Regions from separate parts of the Mus musculus genome. Here all the other regions are linked to region 1. Evidence: chromatin contacts called from public HiChIP or PLAC-seq and promoter capture Hi-C data. All regions are on one chromosome and are shown on one strand. Each heading gives the region's core, a stretch centred on a gene start, on an enhancer-like site or on the middle of the called end of the contact. The rest is flanking DNA. Distances are from core to core; before and after follow the strand shown. Region 1 holds the start of Foxl1 (forkhead box L1). Region 2 has its middle 60 kb from the start of 1700018B08Rik. Region 3 holds the start of 1700018B08Rik (RIKEN cDNA 1700018B08 gene). Region 4 holds the start of Irf8 (interferon regulatory factor 8).

Evidence for each region. Promoter capture Hi-C pulls out the DNA fragments that hold promoters and counts their contacts. HiChIP or PLAC-seq counts read pairs in DNA pulled down with a chosen protein or histone mark.
Region 2: a contact with region 1 is called in an H3K4me3 HiChIP or PLAC-seq map of embryonic limb bud, with 3 times the contacts expected there. The contact joins the enhancer-like site here to the promoter of Foxl1 in region 1. A contact is called at or near these places in 6 of 39 promoter capture datasets (cranial neural crest, frontonasal cranial neural crest, liver and 3 more), 2 of 15 datasets of contacts at CTCF or cohesin (the NIH/3T3 cell line and embryonic stem cells), 1 of 484 Hi-C or Micro-C datasets (embryonic fibroblasts), 16 of 115 datasets of contacts at active chromatin or transcription factors (bone marrow-derived macrophages, craniofacial prominence, embryonic basal ganglia and 10 more) and 5 of 9 other capture datasets (adipose tissue, embryonic stem cells, liver and 2 more).
Region 3: a contact with region 1 is called in a promoter capture Hi-C map of hematopoietic stem and progenitor cells, with 6 times the contacts expected there. The contact joins the promoter of 1700018B08Rik here to the promoter of Foxl1 in region 1. A contact is called at or near these places in 17 of 39 promoter capture datasets (the 3T3-L1 cell line, 3T3-L1-derived adipocytes, the C10 cell line and 13 more), 4 of 15 datasets of contacts at CTCF or cohesin (embryonic stem cells, large pre-B cells and pro-B cells), 11 of 484 Hi-C or Micro-C datasets (the G1E-ER4 cell line, the HL-1 cell line, cerebral cortex and 3 more), 23 of 115 datasets of contacts at active chromatin or transcription factors (craniofacial prominence, embryonic basal ganglia, embryonic forebrain and 12 more) and 4 of 9 other capture datasets (adipose tissue, liver, macrophages and 1 more).
Region 4: a promoter capture Hi-C map of stem cell-derived epiblast-like cells shows a contact between it and region 1, with 3 times the contacts expected there. The contact joins the promoter of Irf8 here to the promoter of Foxl1 in region 1. A contact is called at or near these places in 8 of 39 promoter capture datasets (cranial neural crest, embryonic stem cells, frontonasal cranial neural crest and 3 more) and 4 of 115 datasets of contacts at active chromatin or transcription factors (embryonic stem cells, memory CD8 T cells and microglia).

What each region holds. Positions count from the first base shown.
Region 1 is chr8:121,126,379-121,129,456 of GRCm38.p6, forward strand. It overlaps Foxl1 (forkhead box L1), which reads left to right and starts at 1,307. Exons shown (of 1, transcript NM_008024.2): 1 at 1,307-3,078. The coding sequence starts at 1,584. The coding sequence ends at 2,594.
Region 2 is chr8:121,482,568-121,485,581 of GRCm38.p6, forward strand. No RefSeq gene overlaps it. Among named protein-coding and RNA genes, the nearest start is that of 1700018B08Rik, 60 kb to the right of the region's middle. Within about 2 kb of position 1,579, at least 17 of the 459 cell types and tissues checked have an H3K27ac peak or open chromatin away from gene starts, as enhancers often do. A contact at or near this core is called in embryonic limb bud, where this site is marked.
Region 3 is chr8:121,542,606-121,545,927 of GRCm38.p6, forward strand. It overlaps 1700018B08Rik (RIKEN cDNA 1700018B08 gene), which reads right to left and starts at 1,723. Exons shown (of 9, transcript NM_001382232.1): 1 at 1,686-1,723; 2 at 1,399-1,551. The coding sequence starts at 1,432. It overlaps 1700030M09Rik (RIKEN cDNA 1700030M09 gene), which reads left to right and starts at 1,783. Exons shown (of 3, transcript NR_045903.1): 1 at 1,783-2,117; 2 at 2,662-2,752.
Region 4 is chr8:120,734,937-120,737,970 of GRCm38.p6, forward strand. It overlaps Irf8 (interferon regulatory factor 8), which reads left to right and starts at 1,422. Exons shown (of 9, transcript NM_008320.4): 1 at 1,422-1,473.

The DNA of each region.
Region 1 (3,078 bases), core at 57-2,556:
GAGTACCAGCCACTGGTGCAAGCCTCAGTGTGTCTTCCCCTTCCAGTGGGTGGCAGAAGTTTTTTCTTTACCTATGACACCACCAAATAACACCACCAAATGCTTCTTCTTTGGCAGAGAAGGAAGGGGTGGGGGGCTACTAACCCAGATCTTGACACAGTTTCCACTTGCTTTCAAAGAATAATTGCGTGCAGACATCATGAACAGAGACTGCCTCCTCAAGGCTAACCTGCATCCGTACCGTACCCGGATGGAGGGGAGCCACTTGGAGAGATGCCCCTTTTAGAATGAGCAGCATCCAGGAGTTTGGATTCAAAGTTTGACATGGTTAAATGTAAAACGAGACGGGTGGGGGATGCTTACACCCCTGGGTGGGTGGGTGTGTGTGTGGGGGGGACCAGCATGCAGGCTTTACAAATGCTTAATGTAATCACCAAGCAGCTGCACACACTTGTAAAGCTGTTGTAACCCCCTCCTTGTTATAAACAGGAAAGTACAGCGTATGGAGCTAAGGACCTACATTCACGAACACCAGCTCCCCGCCAGCTGCCACCCTCCCCCTTTATGGTGTGCCTGGCTAGGAACCTTAGCCAGACCCAAGGACCTTGTTGTCCCCCCCCCGCCCCCCCACACTTTCCAAGGGGAGTTGTTTTGTATTCTTCCTCTGGCCAGCCAAGGTAGGGGACCAGATACTCTGCCCATCCACAGCTTTCCAGAGCTGTCTGCTTTCCACCTCCAAAAACGTTGGCTACTGAGATCCAGTCATTTGAGTCTCCTGGAACCCCGTTAGGTGGGGCCTCTTCGACAGTAGTCCCCTAGAGAGTGCTCATCTCTGTAAGGTGTGTGTGTGTGTGTGTGTGTGTGTGTGTGTGTGTGTGTCTACTGTCTTCCGAGTTCCCAAAGTGCAGACAACGGTGCTATCTCTACAATGCCCTAAGCTTGGGGAAATCAAAGCTCTTTTGTGGGAGGATCCCCAAGACCAGATTACAATGTACCCCTTGGCTTCCCCACCCCCATCTCCATTCCTCCTTTCTGGCCTACCAGACCCAGCTTGGGGAGAGCCACCCGTCCCTCCACATCCTGCCTCGCTGACTGTGTGCTTACAGCGTCAAGGGGTGGACGTGGTATTTCAAACATCAGATCAGTGCGTTTATATATTGGGTGCCCGGAAATTTTTCCAAATAAACACAGCTTGATTCAACTTGGGTGGGCGGACTTATCAACAGACTAATTCTATAAACAAATGAAGACTAGCCCCGAAACCGATTGGTTGGTATCAAAAAGACACGTGGAGGGAAGAGCTGGGAGATTTTCAGCAATGAAATTTTAATTAATGTGGGTGGGCTGAGAACACAAGGACTGTTTATCATAGACAATTTATTTTCCAGCGCTAAGTCAACACATAATAGCAAACTTACAACAATTATTTAACATTTTTAAAGCCATGAAGAAGGGACAAAGCGCGCAGCGGCTGGGGAGAGCGGCTGATCGCAGGGCAGTCGCACAGAGGGCTCCCCAGGAGGGCCCTGGTGCGGGGCAAAGTCCTTAGGACTCCCCGGTGGAGCGGAGAGGCTGCTGTCGCCATGAGCCACCTCTTCAGTCCCCCGCTGGCCGCTCTGGCAGCCTCGCCGCTGTTGTACGTGTACAGCCCCGAGAGGCCTGGGCTGCCCCTGGCCTTCGCCCCTGCGGCTGCACTGGCCGGCCCGGGCCGCGTCGAGCCCCCGCAGAAGCCGCCCTACAGCTACATCGCTCTTATAGCCATGGCGATCCAGGATGCTCCCGAGCAGAGGGTCACACTGAACGGCATCTACCAGTTCATCATGGATCGCTTCCCGTTCTACCACGACAACCGCCAAGGCTGGCAGAACAGCATCCGCCACAACCTGTCGCTCAACGAGTGCTTCGTGAAGGTGCCACGTGAGAAGGGGCGGCCGGGCAAGGGCAGCTACTGGACCCTGGACCCCCGCTGCTTGGACATGTTTGAGAACGGCAATTATCGGCGCAGGAAGAGGAAGCCCAAGCCCGCCGCGGGTTCCCCGGAGGCCAAGCGCACCCGGGTCGAGCCGCCGGAGTCCGAGGTGGGCTGCGATGTAGGGTCCCCGGACCTGGCCACTGCACTCCCGACGCGCGCGCCGGATCGCTCCCAATCCCCGGCAGTAGGCACCGCGCGGCCCGCGCTCCTTCCCTGGCCCGGCCCTGAGCCCCGGGACCCCGACGCGGACCTCACAGTCCAGGGCGCAGGGGCAGTGGCAAGCGGCCAGCTCCAGCGTCCGGCACACCACCTGGGGTCCCCTCTGTGCCCCGCCCCCAGCGGCTCCCCAAAAGGTTCCAAGTCAAAGAGTTTCAGCATCGACAGCATCTTGGCCGTGAGACCGACGCCAGCCTCAGGGGCCGAAGCACCGGGGATCCCTAAGCCCGTGCCTGGCGCGCTGGGCTCCTCTCTGCTGGCTGCCTCCTCCGGCCTAGCGCCTCCCTTCAACGCTTCGCTGGTCTTCGACGCGCACGTCCAGGGCGGCTTTTCCCAGCTGGGGATTCCCTTCCTTTCTTATTTTCCTCTGCAGGTTCCCGAGGCCACAGTGCTTCGTTTCCACTAAGGCGGATTAGCGGCTGCTTCCCTGCCTCGCGATCCCCCCACCTCCAGTGAGCCAATGCCTGTGGGCGAAGGAGTCGCCCCGGTCTCTGCCCTGGCAGAGACTGAGGGTTTGGAGCAGCGTACCCGTGCCGGCCAAAGTCGTGCACTGAGGGGCCTCGTCCATCTGCTTTCTCCGAAGATGACTTAACCAGCCACCGGAAGCTTTGCAGATTTAAAAGACTGGTCCAGTAGAGGACATGGTCGCCGCACACTCAGCCCTCACGGTTCGTCTCCAGCAGAAGCCCCTCGTAGGCTTTGGCGGCGTTGTACAGTGACCACCACAAGTCCCCACTCGGACCTGAGTCTCCTGCTGACCCTGAGGGCAGGACTTAGAGATATAGCGAACAGCTCTATGTGGAGGTTCAACTGGATCATGGAAGGCTCAGCGGGCTCCGTGTGGCATAGGCCTTGGCTTTGATCTCATTGGATGTGGGGAGCTTGCAGCC
Region 2 (3,014 bases), core at 329-2,828, 360 kb after region 1:
GTCCCTGAGGTATTAGCTTGATTGATAATTGATCCGTGACAGCCCAGTCACTGTCAGTAGTGTCAGCCCTGAGCAAGTAGGTCTGAACTGCATAGGAAAGCTAGCTGAGGGGCTGGAGACCTGGCTCAGCAGTTAAGAGTACTGTCAACTCTTCCTGAGGTTCCAAGTTCAATTCCCAGCACCCACATGGTGGCTCATAACCATCTGTAATGGGATCTGACGCCCTCTTCTGTCATGCAGGTGTACATGCAAATAGAGTATTCATGTATAAATAAATAAATCTTTTTTAAAATATTTATTTATTTGTTTTATGCATATGAGTGCACTGTAGCTGTACAGATGATTGTGAGCTATCATGTGGTTGCAGGGAATTGAATTCAGGACCTCTGCTCGCTCCGGCCCCACTCGCTCCAGTCCAAAGATTTATTTATTATTTTATGTAAGTACACTGTAGCTGTCTTCAGACACACCAGGAGAGGGTGTCAGATCTCATTATGGATGGTTGTGAGCCACCATGTGGCTGCTGGGATTTGAACTCAGGGCCTTTGGAAGAGCAGTTGGTTCTCTTAACCACTGAGCCATCTCACCAGCCCATAATTTTTTTTTAAGTTAAAAAGAAAAGTTAGCTGAGCCAGCCAGTAGGCAGTGTTCCTCTGTGGCCTCCACTTCAGTTCCTGCCCTGACTTCCCTCAATGACCCGGAAGTGTAAGTTGAAACAGACCCTTTTTTCTCCTAAGTTGTCTTTGGGCATTGTGGTTACCACAGCAACAGACGACAAACGTGAACACTAATCAGGCTGACAGCACCACCTCCTTTTGAGATCTGAAGGGTACAGTTGAAGGTGAATATATTGAGCACACAACCAGAGAAGGGCATGTGTGGGCACAGGTGGGCACAACGGGCAGTGGTGGGACTCACCCATGTAACCCTGTGACAAACACAAGGCTAGCAAATGGGTCCTAAAGACTGGGCCTTCTCACCAGTAATAATCCAGACCCTCCACTTGAAAGGTCCTTTAACGGATTGGGCAGTAACGGGTCAGGGAGGCAGAGAGCAGTGTAAGAACAGTGGCTACTTCACCCACACTCTAGCTACCAAACAGGGGGCCGTGGGTCTCCTGCTCCCAGAGGCCCTGGTGTTGGCACCCGTTCCGGTTGCACAGTGGGCTCTCTCCAGTCTTTCAGTATATTGTCTTTCTTCTAGTAACTTCCAAGTTCTGATACAAGCCACCTCTCTCCTCAGTCAAACACTACCTTCTAGTTTTATGTTTGCCCGCAGTGATGTGAGAGGCATCTGCGCATGCCTCTACTCTCAGGGTTGCAGGGAGACCGCATCAGCCAACCAGAATCCTTCTCTGAGAGCTCTCCTGGTGCTGAGGCAGGAGGCTTTCATTCCTGGCCACTGTCAGACTAGAGAAAGGCAAGGTGGCTTGTGAGATCACCTATTGATGGCAGGAAGCCAGGGGGACCGAGGTGGCGGAAAAGGAAGACGACGATGGGGAAGAAAAACACAGAGCAGGAGTAAGAGAGAGAAGGAACGGGAACCGGAAGACATCTAAGGAACCGGAAGAGGAAACGGAGAAGAGGAGGACCCACCCGTGAGCACCCAGGAGAGCTGCAGTTAGCGAGTAGCTGAACTATCCGCCCTATCCTGTGGGTTGGATTTCACAGGAGCTGGAGCAGAGCGAGGGTGGGGGACATAGGGTGTAGGGCCCACAGGGTTCTAGCAGCTGGCCAGGCACTGCCACCACCTTGTAAATGGGAGCTGTGTTAGAAGCAAATGTGTGCTTCTGTGCGGGGAGGGGGGGGAGTTCCCCGGGGGGGGTCTCCCTCCCCCCCCGTCCCCTCCCCCACCCTGCCCCAACCTTCCCAGCACCTGTCAGGAAACACTGACCCCATTGCGAGGCTCAGCTTTGCACGGCCTCTGTCTAACACCTTGTAAAGAAGGGCACCGGTGCAGAAGATTAAAGGGCACCCATTAAGTAAGTTGTTTTATTTCTTCGGAGACCGAAGGCAGGCTGAAGCTGGGCGAGGAAACATCGCCCAGTTGTTTACTCTCTGTTACCAGGCACCGTGAAGCACCTTCCAGAGGCACCCCAGGCAGGTCACGCTGGTGGTTTATAAGGTGTAACTGTTGGGGGGCAGCCAGCGCCAGCCTGCGGGGAGGCTGGGGCAGTCACATAGGTCAGCAGGAACAGTCCGCACCAATAAAAGCTCACCCGGCCCCAGCCCAGTGGGACCCTGAAGGAGGTCTGCTTGGCTCTCAAGTCCTCAGCAAGGCCTGCGTGGAATGTGTCTCGAGACCCTGCCCGTTTACACTACTGTGCTATTGTGACTGGCTCAGATTGGCTAGGGAGACCTCTTGGCCATAGGTGTGCGTGTGTGCGTGCGTACGTGCGTGCGTGCGTGCGTGCGTGCATGCAGATGACCTGGGACACTGAGGCTCCCTGGGTGCCGACCTCGGCTCTCTTGATCTGCTTAGGAAGCAAGAGGCTTTAGCAAAACCTTCCATGTTGGACGAACAGAAAACAATGTGTATGGCTGGATTCAAACAGAGGGCTTTAGGTGACAAGAAGCCCAGAGGGGACAGGAGCATTCCAGACTTGGTGGCAAACAGCCTCTCCCTCTCCCTCTCCCCCTCCCCCTCCCCCTCCTTTCTTTCTCTTCCCTCTCCTCCCTCTCTCTCTCTCTCTCTCTCTCTCTCTCTCTCTCTCTCTCTCTCTCTCTCTCTCTCTCTCTCTCTCCCCCCCTCTATTTCTTCTTTCTCCTCTCATGCCTCTTCTCCCTCTCACTCCCTCACCTTTCTCTTTCTCCTTCTCTCTCATTCTATCTCCCCATCTGTCTCCCCCCACCCCCATGCCGCAGCTTGGCATTTCCTTTCCCCCTTAGTGTGCCCTCTGCCTCTCCTGTGTCTCCTGCTCCTCTGGTACAGAGTGCCATCCCCATGGGCCCAGCCCTGAGCAACATCTGAGTCTCAGATTCAGGTGGGAGGATCTGATTGGCCAACATGGAGTC
Region 3 (3,322 bases), core at 473-2,972, 420 kb after region 1:
GCCTGACAACCTGAGTTCGATCCCGGGACCCACATAGTGGAAGGCGAGTACTCCCTTACATCTCAACTGCCTGTTCCGAAACAGCCCACAGCTGTTACGGGAGAAAATCCAGTCATACTTCAGGCAGGGGTTAAAATCCACAATTTACATAGAACTGCCAAAGTTAAATACCGAGGGAACAAAGCTGCCACCTGGACTGGTGAAGGGAACAGACTTTGGCTCCCTCCAGGGGCTGCCCTTAGCAGAGGATGGGGGGTGTGGATACCTGCCCCTGCCTCCGTGCTGCCATGGCAACCACTCCAGAGCACATCCCTAAAACCACCCCATGACTCTGGGGTCCGCCCCTTGGCCGACCTTCTCATCTGTTTCCTGAGTCCCTGTGACGACTTTGGATTCCTGTCTTGGGGGTCTGCCCCTAGAGGATCTCAAGTTCTTCCCAGCACCCCGCGGACAGTCAACACCCACCAAAGGGGTCCTTCCCCTCCCCCACAGTCCCTCGGCTTCGCGCCACAGACCGACAGTCCACAGCTGGCAACAGCCCAGAGACCTGGTGGGCTGGGGCAGGCACTGTGGTAGCGGCTGGTGCAGCGGGGTGCCGGGCCCCTGCTAGTAAACAACAAGAAACAACTCAGCAAAAAGAAACACCCGTGGATACAGAGAAAGAAGAATGGCTGCCATAGCCATTCTAGAAAGCACAGCAAGCCCACAGCTGAGGTGTCGAAGCTGCAGGAAAGAGGATCCCAGCTATTCAGGAGGCTGAGCCTGGAGCCTGAAGACCATTTGAGAGCATGACGGATGTCAAGACTTCCAGGCCAGCCTAGACTACTGAGGAACCCTGACTCAAAATGCAAAAATAAAATAAAATAAAACAAGATGAAAAAATAAGGGTCTGGAGAGATGGCTCAGGGGTTAAGAGCACTGCCTGCTCTTCCAGACGTCCTGAGTTCAATTCCCAGCAACCACTTGGTGGCTCACAGCCATCTGTCATGCGATCTGACGCCCTCTTCTGGTGGGTCTGAAGACATCGACAGTATACTCATATACATAAATCTTTTTAAAATTATATAAAATAAAAATCAGGCAGGCAGGGGCAGTATATGCCTTTAGTCCCAATACTCAGAGAGGCAGAAGCAGGTGGATCTCTTAGAGTTGGAGGCCAGCCTGGTTCCAGGATAGACCAGACTACATATATTCCCTCCTCCTGCGGACACTTCCCAGGTCTGTCAGGCTGGACGTTGGAGGGTTCTAAGACAAGGTCACCCCAGCACCTCCGACTAGAGTCAGTTACATGTCTTGTCTCGTGCCCTTGCTACAGGGCTCTTAGCGTCTTGCCCTACTGTGGTATTGTGAGCTTCCCGGGGGTTGACACTCTGTCAGCTCAGCCAGCTTGGCCATTACCTTTTCCTCCTGGGGTCGCTGGTATCATGGCCATCCCTTTGTTCCCTGTCTCCAGTGGTGACACGTCCCAGTTCTTTCAGTGGTTGTGACTGGTCTTTCTTCACTCTGCCCTCCAGTGTGCTGTGGGACACAGCATCACCACCATCATCCTCACTATCATCAGAGCGGGAAAGGGAAGAGGCCCACACGGGTTCTAATAACTTGCTACTCCCCAGACGCCTGTCAGCCTGCTCCCCATGGTCCTAGGGCTCCCTTGAAGTGTGTGGGAGAGGCAGCCACCTACTTGCCTGTGCACCGTCTGTGTCCCCCACAACCATGGTACTCCGTGGAAGCCAGCCTTCCAATGGAACTATGGAATGCTGGGAACAGAGGCTCCACAGTGATGACGGGGACAAGCCATTCCTCTCAGGCAGCCCTTGTCCCCCTCCTGGCTCCAGAAGGGCAGCATAGGCCCAGAAGCTGCAGGCGTGGACAGAAACGAGGTCTCCCGGGCTCCGGGTGCGGAAGGCTCAGTGGAAACTTTCTGAGTGGTTGTCTTCAAAAGGCCCACCTAGCACAGGACTCCAGAGAATGCTTCGTTGAGCCCGGAGCAGCTGTCCAGACCTGGTGTCCAGAGTGATCCAGCAGCTCCACGCAGCAAGCTCCAGAGATCAGCCACAGACTGGTGCCCCCCCACCCCAGGCAGCAATCGGCTGCATCATGGCCTCACTGGGGCACAGGCAAGTGGAGTCAGACCCAACCCCCAGCTGTTCTCTCAGCTCTGCCCCACATCTGACCCTCTCTAGCTCCTCATCCACACCTAGACAGCCAGGAAACTATATCTGCAGGCCTCACTGCAGCTATCTTAGCAACCTGGAGGCCATTCTTAGCAAGGCAATCCAGGTATATCCTCAGCCCCTTCGGGGGCTTCTGTGACGCTCAGGGAGCCACAATCCTTATCACGGCTCCTGGGGCAGTAGATAACGCTGAAGAGCCACACACGAGAGACTCCATCCAACTCTACAGCTCAGCCTCCTTCCCCGACGGTGCTCCTTGCTGCTCCACGGTGCCATGTGCTCCCTCTATGAAGCCTCCTGTCCCCTCAGCCCGAAATGTTCTGCCTGTCACCAGCCATTCTCCGCAGAACGGCAGGGCTATGCCTAGCTCCAGCCAGCCACTAGCCCATGTGGACTCCTCCCCAGTCTCCAGCCCAGGTGTTCCCTACTCAGGTGGCTCCTTGTGTCCTTTCTCCTTCCCACACTTCTCCACTGGCATCTTCTACAGGGACAGTGCAGAGACCTTGAACAAACATCCCGTCGTACATGGCCACCATCCCAGTGTGCATACAGAAAGAGGCCACCCTGGCCATTAAGAGGTGGGCACCACTGTGGCCTGTAAGGAGGGATGGCGGGGACAGTGAGGAGCTTCGAGGACATGCTCCTTCCTGTGCGGGAGGGAAAGCAAGATGGTGCAGCCACTGTCAGATCGAAGCAGGGTTGGTTTTTGTTGTTGTTGAAGTATTTCTGTGTATGTGTGTTTGCCTGAATATATGTTAGTGTGGCACATCCACACGGCACCCACAGTGCCAGAAGAAGGCACAGAAGCCCCTGGAACTGGAGTTATAAGATGGCTGTGAGCTGTCATATGGATTCTGGATACAAAACCCAAGTCCTCTGCAAGAGCAGGTAGTGCTCATAACCAGTGAGTCATCTCTCCAGCCCTGGGCAGGTTCTGGAGGCTGTGACTCCCCCCCCCCCCCACAGTGCCTCGCTGTACTCTGAAGACCCTACCCACACAAACGATATGCCAGGGTGTGTAGAGCTATTCACAGGATGCCCAACTGCAAATAACCCAAGATCTCATAGCAGGAGAAGCTTGAGGTACACCCACCCCCAGAATACTAGTCAGCCAGTGAGCCGTGCAGGAGTGTGACTGACAGGTGCTG
Region 4 (3,034 bases), core at 172-2,671, 390 kb before region 1:
ACCTTTAGCTAAGAGGCAGGCACACTGGGTGGACATTTGGGATCTGTTCTGTGCCTTTGATATTTGTAAGTAGGAAAATCTGCATACGCTTATAAGGTGCCTATTTGGGAAATGAAAGGGGTATAAATGCACACAGGAGTCTGTTGTAGTAATCTGAGCGTGTCTGACTTCTGGACTCTGCCCTTCACAGCAAACACTTATTAAAACACTCCCATATTACTATTAAAGAATTTGAGCTGGACTATGGTGGCACACACCTTTAATCCCAGCCCTTGGGAGGCAGAGGCTAGCAGATCTCTGTGAATTTGAGGCCAGCCTGGTCTAGTTCGGGGACAGCCAGGGCTACAGGGAAACCCTGTCTTGGAAAACAAACAATAAACCCAATAATAATAGTAATAAAACAAATGAGCTTTGAAAAGTAGTTTTCATTTGAAATTCCTTGGCTCCAGGGAACTCCACTTGGCTTTTGACTGTTGGATGGTATTTATCATTGAACTAATACCCGGTAATGTCTTAAGTGCCTTTCAGGTATACCACAATGCTCATCAGGATAAACTAGAGTTAGAAGGTTCTGTTTGGAAAATCCTTATTTGAATTCGTATTTATTTGAAACCTAGCCGTATACTTCTTGTATTTGTGGACCAATCAAAAATTCTTGTCGCGGCTCCAACGTTTTCCTAAGTATTTTAAAAGCCAGACGGGTGAGAGTCCTGTAAGCGTGGCCGCAGGTGTGTAATTGGGCAGCCTGCAACGAAAGTCCCTCTCGACCCTCACCTAAGGCTCCCCGCTCCCACATCCTACTCAGGTTGGGAACAGGCTCGACCGGGCTCCTGACATCACTGGGGGACACAAGGGAACCGATAATGCGTAGCCTTCCTGGGGGCATCCCAGCCTCAGCGCTCGCGACTCCCCTGGTTTCCCAGATTTCCTGCGCAATTTCAGGCGGTCATCCTCCATCCAGGAGGGCGCGCTGCAAGTGGCTGTCACCCAGCACGCAGCTCTGGGACTGGTCTTTGCTCTGAAACTCCAGCCTGAGCAGCTGACACTCAGGGTGCCCCTGGACACGTGCCCGGGACAGAGGCTCTCCAAACCTGAACGACACCCCGAGGATGATCCGTGCATCACCAGCCTCCTTGACCTTAGGCAGACGCCCCAGCCCCCCGGCCATTTTTGGGGCAGCCCCCTCCCCCGCCGCCCCCGGAGTAAAGAGAGAAAAGGACTCCACGGGGTCGGGGACGTGCAAAAGTGATTTCTCGGAAAGAGAGCGCTTCAGAGAAGGCGGATTTGGCAGGCTGCGCTGATTGGGCCGCGCCAGCGCCCCTCCCGCTCCTCAATTAGCTCGCGCGACCGTCGCTCTGCGCGCGGGACCCGCCTTCTCCCCCGCCCCATCTATAAAAGCAGGCGCGCGCGTACGGGCCTCCAGGAGCCCGCGGGCGGTCCCGGAGGCGCGGGCAGCGTGGGAACCGGCGGCAGGTAGGACGCGATGGGGTGGGCGCGGGGGCCGGGGCTGTGGCTCTCCCACCTTCGCCCAAACGGAGTGCACAGCACGTTAGCAGGTGCTTGCTCTGGCTGCTCTCCAAAAACAACAACAACAACCAACAACAACAACAACAACAAAACCCAACCAAATGAACAAACACCTCTCCCTTTAAAATCTGCCTGATGGCCAACTTCATAATGAAGAGAAATAGATCTGCCAATCACCGCGCGGCAGCCCGGCTTCCATGCATGAACTATCCAAAGCTCGCGACTGGGCTCGCCCAGGGACCGACTGGCTTTGATTCTGACTAGTGGCAATCTGATTGCCCAGTGGCGCTGGACTTCTCTGATTGTCCAGTGGCCCAGCTGGCCCCGGAAGGAAAGTCTTCCGTGTGGGTCCCACACAGCTCTCAAGACCAGATTTGCTGTGAGCTTGGCCCCAGGCTATAGGGGCAGACTTTTCCCCTGGTGAGAAAGATTACTTACCCACAGCCGGGAAGGGCGTTCAGGGGGTAGAAACTAATAGAAACCATTCACTAGAATCTTAAAATGGTAGATCACTGTTTTGTTTGTTTTTGTTTTGTTTCTGATACAGGGTATCACTCTGTAGCCCAGGCTCATTCCAATGAGCTCCCGGTTATCCGCCTACCTCTTCTGAGTGTTAGGATTTCAGGCGGAGCTTGGGGGGTGCCCAGGTGCTCAATGGCCCTGTTTTTTTCTTTTAAAGTCAAACGATAAGAGCAGTTTCGTGACAGTTCTAGGTTTGTCCCTTTAAGTTATGGCAGGCTCCTTCATGAAGAACTGGGACCGATTCAGTGTCCCTGAGGAAGCTTGGGGCCAGAAAGAGATGGGTCTGTGATGGATTTCCGTTCAGTGGTGGTCAGACTGTGGCCCAGGGCTGAATGAAAGGGATTACGGTGTGGTGTGAGCCCCGCCAAACATGGCTGGTGCAGATGTTGACAGCTGTGTTAGGCGAGCCTCTGTCCCCTGCCTTGTGAGAAGCCTGACCTAAGACACGTTGCTCTAGATGTAAGTTAGCTGTAGGCAGGATTGGGCCCACAGGGAATGCTGCCTCAAAATCAAGAAGAGGAAGCTAGAATCATGTGAGCGTGTTTATAAACCATTAATTGTCCATAGTTGTAAGAGAGTCAGGCTATGCCTGTCTAGGACCTCAGATTGGCCTCCAAGGCAATAGAGGAGATTGTCCAGGTGCTGAGAGCCGGACCCTGTCAGGTGTTCTTTCATCTGCAGAATGAATGAAAGAAAGCATCCCTTCTGTGTGTACTGTCACTGGCAGGGTGCTGGCAGTTTGTGCTGTGCCTGCCCAGGGGATGGTGGTCCCTCCCAGTCTCTCCCCCTTCCGAGTGTAGAAGAGGCTGGGTTAGAGAATTTTAACCTCCTAGCTTCCATGGTCTGCCATTCACCTTTCCTTTTAAACACCCCTTTTCTCTGTCACCCACCAAGACATCTGTCTTTCACAGTTCTGGGGTGTTGGGTACCCCAGGATCCCTGACAAGAAAGTGCCATTCCTGTTCTGGAAAAAACTCCAGCCATG